2 separate regions of the Mus musculus genome follow, and region 1 is linked to region 2. Evidence: chromatin contacts called from public Hi-C data. All regions are on one chromosome and are shown on one strand. Each heading gives the region's core, a stretch centred on a gene start, on an enhancer-like site or on the middle of the called end of the contact. The rest is flanking DNA. Distances are from core to core; before and after follow the strand shown.

Evidence for each region. Hi-C and Micro-C count contacts between places; a contact is called where the count stands out from the background.
Region 1: a contact with region 2 is called in a Hi-C map of muscle stem cells, with 1.6 times the contacts expected there. The contact joins two enhancer-like sites.

What each region holds. Positions count from the first base shown.
Region 1 is chr15:53,459,319-53,463,947 of GRCm38.p6, reverse strand. It overlaps Samd12 (sterile alpha motif domain containing 12), which reads left to right. Exons shown (of 5, transcript NM_177225.4): 5 at 1,732-2,147. The coding sequence ends at 1,754. Among named protein-coding and RNA genes, the nearest start is that of Ext1, 120 kb to the right of the region's middle. Within about 2 kb of position 1,542, at least 7 of the 459 cell types and tissues checked have an H3K27ac peak or open chromatin away from gene starts, as enhancers often do. A contact at or near this core is called in muscle stem cells, where this site is marked.
Region 2 is chr15:53,130,612-53,135,068 of GRCm38.p6, reverse strand. The region is part of intron 1 of Ext1 (exostosin glycosyltransferase 1); the gene reads left to right. Among named protein-coding and RNA genes, the nearest start is that of Gm41323, 200 kb to the right of the region's middle. Within about 2 kb of position 2,633, at least 17 of the 459 cell types and tissues checked have an H3K27ac peak or open chromatin away from gene starts, as enhancers often do. A contact at or near this core is called in muscle stem cells, where this site is marked.

The DNA of each region.
Region 1 (4,629 bases), core at 293-2,792, 330 kb before region 2:
GAGATAATAATTGTATTAAATAAAGGGCTTATTGGAGATTTAATAATAGAAGTTTAAGAAGCCATACTATCACATAGCGTGGAGTACTTGACTGTGTCTAGAAAGCAGGGAAAGTTCATAAAACTGTGTGAAAGTATACAGTATTATTTTTCTAGGTAATAACGGTGAGAGCCAACTCCCAGGATCCATTAGTGAATCACTGTTCAGCAGTGTACACATAGTGAGCTTAATTTTTCTTACTGTTTTTCAAAACATTTAAATAACAACATTAGTAGCACTTTTCCCAATTTCATTTACTGTTCATTTATTTTAAATACATGCATATATTTTATATACATATACATTTGTTATATACACATGCATATATTATGTTGTGCATTATAGCATATATAACCTTATCCTATTGATATATAATCATCATAATTAGTCTTATTTTTATGCTCATGTAATCATCCATTATTAACATACCATAATTTACTTAGCTTAAGTCCCAAAAATAGACATGTTTTGATTTTTTTCTGTAGTATAAATAATCTCTAAGTTACAGGTTTTTGCTTGTAGCTCCCTGTATCTTTTCTATTTTACCTTAGGGTACCCTGCTAGGAATGAGATCACTAGATCAGGGGATATAAATTTTTAATGATTTTTAAATAAATGGATGTTATTTTTCCAGCTTACAATGCCATGAGCAACATATTAACATTCTAGTCACATTACAAGCTTTTCAGAAGTTTGTGTTACTATTTGATATTTAATATACTTACAAGAGGACCTTTTGTTTTGCATTTTTCTCACCAATAACAAGTTTTAATCAAATGCTTGCTTACAAATTGTGTATCTTCTCATATTTTGTAAAGCCACCTGGACTCAAAAAACCTACGGATGCTCCCTTTCTACCAATAACCCCTGCTGTTGCCCAATTATTTTATGTAGTAAATAAAAATAATGTTCAATTTTTAGAAAAAGTCTTCTTGTATGCTCATAATAATGACTTATTGAGGACCTGTATATGATGAACTGTAGGCAGTAGCCAGATAAAATAATGGGGAAATTAGAAAACTAAAATGAGGATAATATATCTAGTCCAGAATTCTAAATGTCCAAAGCAGGACTAACATGCAAATAGTTCAATCTCTAGTCAGATTTGAATGGCTTTTTCTTTCTAGCCCCAAATCTCACTCATTTTTCAATGTGCAAACTCGGCAGTTCTTAATCATGCTTCTTGTATTTCTCCCTTGGTTTCATTCAAGGATTCCTAAGGAATGAAATCACACAGACACACACACTCAAACACACACACACACACACACACACACACACACACACACACACACAGAGTCTTGCACCATTTCCAGCCTCATAGTGCCCCAGGCCAGTATATGCACACAGCTCTAAAACATGAGATAGAGTCTCTGTTTTTGCCCCCTGTCATGGAGCTGAATGCCAAATCAGAGAACCAGCTCTGCCTCCATTTAATGCAACATTGTTCGGTTCTTGAAATGGACGTCTTCTGTGTTCTGCCAAATAGTACAAGGATCTTTCATGGGTACAAGCCACAACTAATCCATCCTGGATTGAGTAACCCTCATCTTGGCTAGACCTTTCTCTTTGACTTAAGGGTGCTACAGTTTGTTTAAGGTCATTGCTACAAATTGGTATGTCATATTATAAAGGAAGTAACTAACCATGTCCCCCTCCCCCTCTTTGTCTTTCCCTTCTTCCTTCTTGCAGCCTCGGTGGAGTGTTCTCCATAATCATGCGAGCCTTGCAAGCTGGTGTCCTGTTCCATATGAGCATGGCCTGATCCCCAGAGAAACACTGACTCATGGCCCTGCCAGAAGAGATCCTTGGGGCACTGACAGATTAATCGGATCAACTGAGAAAATGCCTATTTGGTCAAGATTATGAACACGGTGTGAAAAAAATCTTAGTTTGCTGCGGATTTTCAAATGAGGTGCATAACATACAGTGCCAACTCGTTCCAAGTGGTCATTGGCAGACCATCAGCTGGACATTGGCTTCCAGTTCTCATCACTGTGCATAACTCAAGTTCCCCTTGGGCTCCATCTGTGCCCTTCACTACAAGTCCTGTTTTAGCATGGCAACCACTGGATTATTTCATTAAGTGTGCAGATGGCATGATGTTCTAGAAAAAAAAATACAAGAGTTCTGCAATCTCAGTGGAAGGGTTCAAAATAGTGTGCCCTGGTAGGAATGTAAACATGTCTAGATTATGTTAGTGATAATGTCCAAAGGTGTTCTCTCCAACGCTGCAGCACTTTATATAAGAACACTACACTGAGATAAAATAGCACATTTGATACATGTAGGACAAGTGTTTTCTCTTTTCTTTTTAAGTCTTGTCTTATTTCTGGCTCAGACTGTCCAAAACCAACTCTGCTCCTAATATCCTCACAGTTGTTTGTGGTAGCTCAGTGTAAATATGGCCACAATACTGTTAGACTTCACCTGTTGACACTTAACTGGATACCTGGATTACTTATAGCACAAAGGGAAGTAGACCCAAGTCTGGTGACTGGGATATTTGACGTCTTGGTTCTTTGTACCTAGGCACAACTTAACACATCACATAAGGACACTCCATACAGGATGCTTCTCTTCGGCTGATGTATACATACCCTTGTCCCATAGAGGAGATCTTCCAAACACAAAAGAGGATGGCCTTCATTCCATCAAAGACCATTGTGGATTGCTGCCAAGGGCAGCAGGACGCAATCTTCCTTAGTGGTTCCACTTCCACACTTAGGAAATCTTCCCAAGGTCAAGTTTAAGTCACAGATCTGGAGAGAAGCCACAAATGACCTCCACTGTGTGCCAAGAGAAGTAACACCTTCAGCCCACACAAGGTTTCTCCCTCAGCATGGAAATTAGTCTTCCTTTTAATACCTCCTTGAATGTATATATGACTTATTTTTTATTTTAATTCTAAAAACAAAGCACAGTCCCGGGAAAACGGTCCATTCAGTGATGGTTTACCTGAACACGAGAGAAGTGTTCATTCCTATGGATTGCCCCCTGTGATACATTAACATGTTACCCCAGAAATAGAAACTTGGCTGAATCAAAAACTCTGCAAAGTATATTATGAGCACTTCTTAACCTAACTCCAGACCAACAGGAATCAAAGACTAATCTTTAAAATAGATGTAACAATCTGAAACCCTCCCATAAGCAAACAAGACATGCCGTGTTGTCTCCAAACATCCTTTTCCTGTCTCCACTTGTTCCAATTCAAGAAGTGGAGAGGGCTAAGTGTGATACACAGAGGGTGTCTCTCTACAGCATGGCTCCTGTCAGGATGTGGGCTAGAGAAGGGACTCCTAATAGGGAAGTCAGAGAAATGATTGTTACCATGAGATCTGAACTTTTTAGCACCAGATCACCATCAGAACTATCTAAACCACCACGGACCATAATTCTCCAAGAAGCTGGGATTGATAATCCAAACTCAAGCTGCCAACATTCCATTCCTATGACCCATCCATTTTCCTTAGTTACCACAGCAGGGTTTTTGTGCCCTCCATTCCTTCTTTTCATTCAGCAGGCATCTGTTGAGGGACCCAACCATGTACCAAGAACTGTACTGGGTCCACTCTGGTATATAAGGCATATTCTTACTACTTCTATTGAATCATTTCTTTTTTCTCAAGGACTCCGTTCTTTTCCCATAGTGCAAACTGAATTGAGACACCCACACTCATCCCCTCCACCTTGCCACAGAAACATAGAAAAATGTTCATGGCAGACAGCAGTTGGATCTCTTACCTGAATGATTGGGCAGCTTCATAGCACATATAGAATCTTGCTAAATGGCCAGCTAAGTTGATTAGAGCTTCTCTCAGCAGCTCTTAGATGTTTTCCTTGATACCCACCCCAGCCCCTATACTTCCATTCTTTCTGTAGACACTACTATTTATCACTATGCTGGATTTTCTGAAATGCCAATTCCATAACTACTCCTAAAGGCCCAGAATTGGTTCTAATGAATCCTATAAATCCTGCCAGGTGCTGAGATATTATAGCTGGGAATTACCTGGTATAGTCAGTGATAATCTGAGACTCCTGCTAACACCCTTGGAAAACTGGACTCACATTATAGTGCAGATGTCCACTAAATGATCATGGGCTATTGCTGTTTTGCCTTTTGCAAAATAATCTGAACAATTAAAAAAGAGTTGCCTCCTTTTTTCCTAAGTCAGAGGAATACCCATTATCGGAAGATAATGGGTAAAGATGAAAATGGGAAAACGCAAAATGAAGGTCCTTAAAGAGCCCAGTCGAAAATGGTGTCTCTAAATATGCCTTAACGCTTGGCACAACCTACATTTTTGCATATGAGCCCGTACTGTTTTCCAAACTGTCGACCTCTGAAATCATTATAGGTTAGGAAACATGGTGGTACAAAAATCTGTGCATGCCCTAGCAAAACTAGAAAAAAAAATGAAGAAATGATTTTATTCACAGCCTTCAGCTTCCTTGTTGTATGGAGATGCTTTGTGGGATTGTCCCATGGTTCCTTCTTGCTGTGCTGAGTGTGTTGGGGTTGGGGGGTGAGGGTGAAATTTTATCTTCCAGAAATTCAGACCTATCTATGATGAGTTTTGTTTC
Region 2 (4,457 bases), core at 1,384-3,883:
GAAGGTGATAGATAGATGATTAACAGATAGATGATTAATAGATAGATACATAGATAGATAGATGATGTAGAGAGATACATAGATGATAGAATGATAGATGATAGATAAGTGATAAATATGTGAGATAGATAGATGATGGATAGACAGGTGAAGATAGATGATAGATGATATATAGATGGTTGATAGATGATAGATGATATATAAATGATTGATTGATAGATGATAGATTGATAGATGATAGATAAATGATTGTTTAATTGATAGATAATAGGTGATAGATGATGGATTGATAGATGATAGATAGTTGATAGATTGACTGATAGGTGATAGATTGATAGATTATAGATGACTGATACAATCAAATGAGATTATGTCTAAATCAGGAATTCCTGTACTAGTGATTTTTATGTTTGACATTAAGATCTGGATACTGTAAAATGTAGAACTAGATTGAAATTGAGCTTCTTTCCTGCTACAGCATTCTTCATTGAGAGCTAGTGCAGCCAGAAGAAAGGGATGCTTGCCATGTTTGTTTTATTTGAATTTCCAGTCATGATTTATGATGAGAAGACGGATTTTTGAGGGGTGTTTTGAAAGTTTCTGGTAGTTGACTGTGTTAAGCATTTGAGCCCAGTACATTGCCAAACATCTTGTTCTCATAGACTTGAACTTCCCCAAATCCTGTAGCTGACTCAACTCACATCTGGGCCTGCAGGTTGAGTTTCTACTCCTATGGGCTCAAGAAACAAACTGCTATTTATGACAAAACCAAGTGTCATTGCCCGTTGGAGTGTTTGTTCCAGGGGTTAGCAAACTGATATCCTTTCATTAAATCCTCTGTGTCAGGGGCATGGAAACTCTTCATTTGGGCAGGTGACTCCAGGTCTACAGAACAAACTGAAAGGGAAGGTCTGGGTCTAGAAGGAAGTTTTGCCCACTACAGTGACTCAGGTACGTGATGTGGGCCCAAGGATGCTGGCTCAAAGTCCATCTCTCCAGGCAGAACACACTGAGCAGGGAGCACAGATTTGGGATTGAAAAACAGGGCTGTTGGCTCTGGTGAGGTCCTAAAGATCCCAGGCCAGGTTAGCAAGAAATGTCCAGAGGTAGCCTTTGCAGGCGTCTGGGAGACTTATGGTCTGACAGAGGGTAATAAGCAGGGATTAGGACTGAACTTCAAAATGTATTCGGAAATGTGTATTCATGCAATATCCATCATAATAGTGAGGATATGTGGAAATGGGTTTATTTTCTTCCTAGTACTAATGCAGAGAAGTAACACTGAAAAACAGAACTTTGCCAGATGAGCAACCGTATTGGTTCAAAGAATTCCTAGATCCACACATGAAGTGTCATGGATGGCCTGGAGAATGGTGCCCAGTGGCATAAACACTCTGGTCAGATACCGATGGAGGTGATCAGTCTCACCTAAGCCTAAAGGGCAATGCATTTGAGGGAAGAAAACAGCAGTTATCTATATTGACCTACAAGATACGATAGATGGTTGCTGGTAAGGTCTGCCTGGACTCTGTCTTGAAGATGATCATTCTGGAGCAAGCATGCTCTTGGCTAGTGCTGATTGCTGAGTGCCAGGGCCTACGCCTAGGATGGGAGGGTTTGGTGCCTGGGATTGCCACAGAGTCCACTTAAAAATTGAGTCATAGATGCTAATGATGTCAGCCATGTGTTGGAGACCCTGAGTATATTCTTTTTTAAAGATTGGCCAGTTCTGGATGTGTGTGTTGAAGGTAACCTGAAAATCAAATTTGTCTTGTCTCTCCCCTGGGGGCTTTGAAGATTTCAAGTATCAGAACCAGTAAGCTATGGTGTTGCTAATAAAAATTGCTTATGAGTTGTTCGCTTGGGGTAGTAAGTAGGCTTATTTATAGAACAGCCCTGAGCCTCCCCATGGGCAAGAAGGCTTTTTACTAAAGCAAGATCATGAGGTAGAGAAAGGGCAATGTTGAGGGACAGGGTATATCTTAAGGAGTCTTAGACTTACTGATGGCTACTAGGAGGCTGTCAAACTTTTACCCCTGAGGCTTCCATCCGGCTCCGTTGCTGGTGGCTGCAAATCTCTTTCATATGGCCATTTGCAATTCGGTGGAGTGTTTGGAACGAGCTAGTTAATCCCAGTCCAATTCATAATGGGCAGGTAGCCAATTCACACAAACCACCTTGACAATCCACACTAATTGCTTTGTCTCCACGGAGCAGCTAGAAATTGAATTGCCTGCAGAGATGAACATTTCCTACTTTCTACCCCTTTCTTCCAGCTCCCCCTCTCTGTCCATTCCCACCCTTGGGTACCCCCAGCTGAAACCCTACACTTGGCTGCTTGCTGTGATTGTGATTTTTTTTTTTTTTTTGGTATTAAATAGCACACATCCTTCTAGGCTATAAATTTCCAGAAGTTTTCTTTTTGAAGAAATGAGTAGATTCAAGGTAAGGAAAGGAAACTCAATATTGTCATTATGGTCATTTATATTTGGGCAGTTGGTTTCATTGCCACGGGTAGAAACTGTCTTTGAACAAAGCAAAACATACTCCTTTTTTATTTGAAAGTCTAGGGAGACAAATTCCTAGACAAACACTCATGCAGCCTGGTATTAGATTCAGAAAGAGCTACTGACCCAGAAAAACACCCAGTCTAGCAGCCTCCAGAATCGTCTCTAAGAATGGATAATTGTGCGCCCCAAACAGATGAGAGTCTGGGTTACTGTAACTGACTGAGAGCTGCTTTTTAAAGGAGTATGCTTTACCTACACAGGTACTTCTGGAGTAGTCCTACTATGTCCAAATTCCAGCGATGCTCTGGGTGATCCTCAGGGGCAAGTGGGATGCTAGATGATTGCTTCCATTAGTTAGCTGGACAAGGATGCAAGTTGTACCCAAGGGACCTGACTAGGTTCTGGCTCTTTTCCTCACTCAGCTACTTTAGACTTAAATTCATCCTCTCTGAACCTATTTATATCAGTTAGCTCTGAAGTTAAAGGTCTGTTTCATTAAAAATTATATTTCATAGTTATAAAAATATTTTAATGCTGCTTACATTTTAGAGGGCTGATTGATTTTCATATATTTAGAAATTTACTTAAGGAAAGGAAAGCTCCCTCTAAGGATAAAAGACAATGACCAGTTCCTTCATGGATGCTATGTTGACTCCCCTTCTCCTAACAACCTTGTGAAGATTAAAGCAGTATACCTCCGTGCAAGCATTGTCAACTTGAACACATTTCTAGGCATTCAGTGTGCATAGACACTTGGTTATTTACAGTGATTTATAGTATTTGCCCCACTATCTTCAGATAGAATGTCTCTCTGAGCAGGCTAGCCTTGCAGTGAGTTATGATGGTTGGAAACCTCTTACCATAACTATCCTGCCTGAAAACAAAGCAAATGGTGGGCGTGAAGTCCTCTTGCCATCCAGGGTCCAAGAGATAGAGAAAATTTTTCATAATGTGAAAGACAAGAGGGAGTAGCCTCTAAGGAATCTCGTGGGCGTTGTTCTTCCTCAAGTTGGAAATCCTTGGGAATTTTGCCTAGAAGATAATTCTAGAGGTTCCCTTTTTAACACTGGTTATGGTAAAGGGGGTTTGATTGAGCCTCTGTGACCTCCGTGGAAAAATCCAACAAATAGAAAGTGAAATTTACAAGGGATTCCAACAAAAATCAACAACTGTTTGCATAGCTTGGCAGGCTCATCTCAAATATTCATTCTGGCCCTGAGAGCTTTGGGTCTCTGTCAAGATAATTCATCTTTTATTAAGAACAAATGCTGAAAGTATGAGCTCCATAAAGAAAACCACTGCTTCTACTTTTTAAATATTTTGATTGCATTGGATTTGATGTGTGTTTATGTGCATTTCTGTACATATGTGTACATACGCTCGTGGGCATGACTCAACATGCATGTGGAGGTCAGCAGACAGCTAAGAGGTTGAGGGTGGGAATTGATTCTCTTCTTTTTCCATGTGGGTCCTCGTGGTTGAAGGGCAATCATCAGGCTTGGCAGCAACGTGCATGGCCACTGAGCCAGCAGCGTCCTAGTCCTGAAGCTGTGGTTTCTTAATATTTAAGGAAAGAGGCAGGAGCCTAGAAAAGAGGAACACCACGTTAGGGCGAGCGACCATGTGCTTCTGAGACTTCCATGGAAGCGGAAGTCACTGGAGAAGGCCAAGGATACTTGGTGCTTAGGTGGAGAGAAAAGTGCGAACTGGTTCCTTGGCCTAGAAAATTTCTGATTCTTGTGGTTTTGCAGCTGTTGTTTGTTTTTTGAGGCAGTGCCTCATGCAGTCCTGGCTGGCCTTGAACTGGCTGTGTAGCCCATGATGGTCTGATCAAATGCCTGTTCCTCTGCCTCTAATTCCCAAGTGCTGTAACTGGAAAGGTACATCCATCCATCGCTCTCGGTATGAGGTTCTGAGGCAAGGACTCTAGGCATTTTTGGCAAGCAC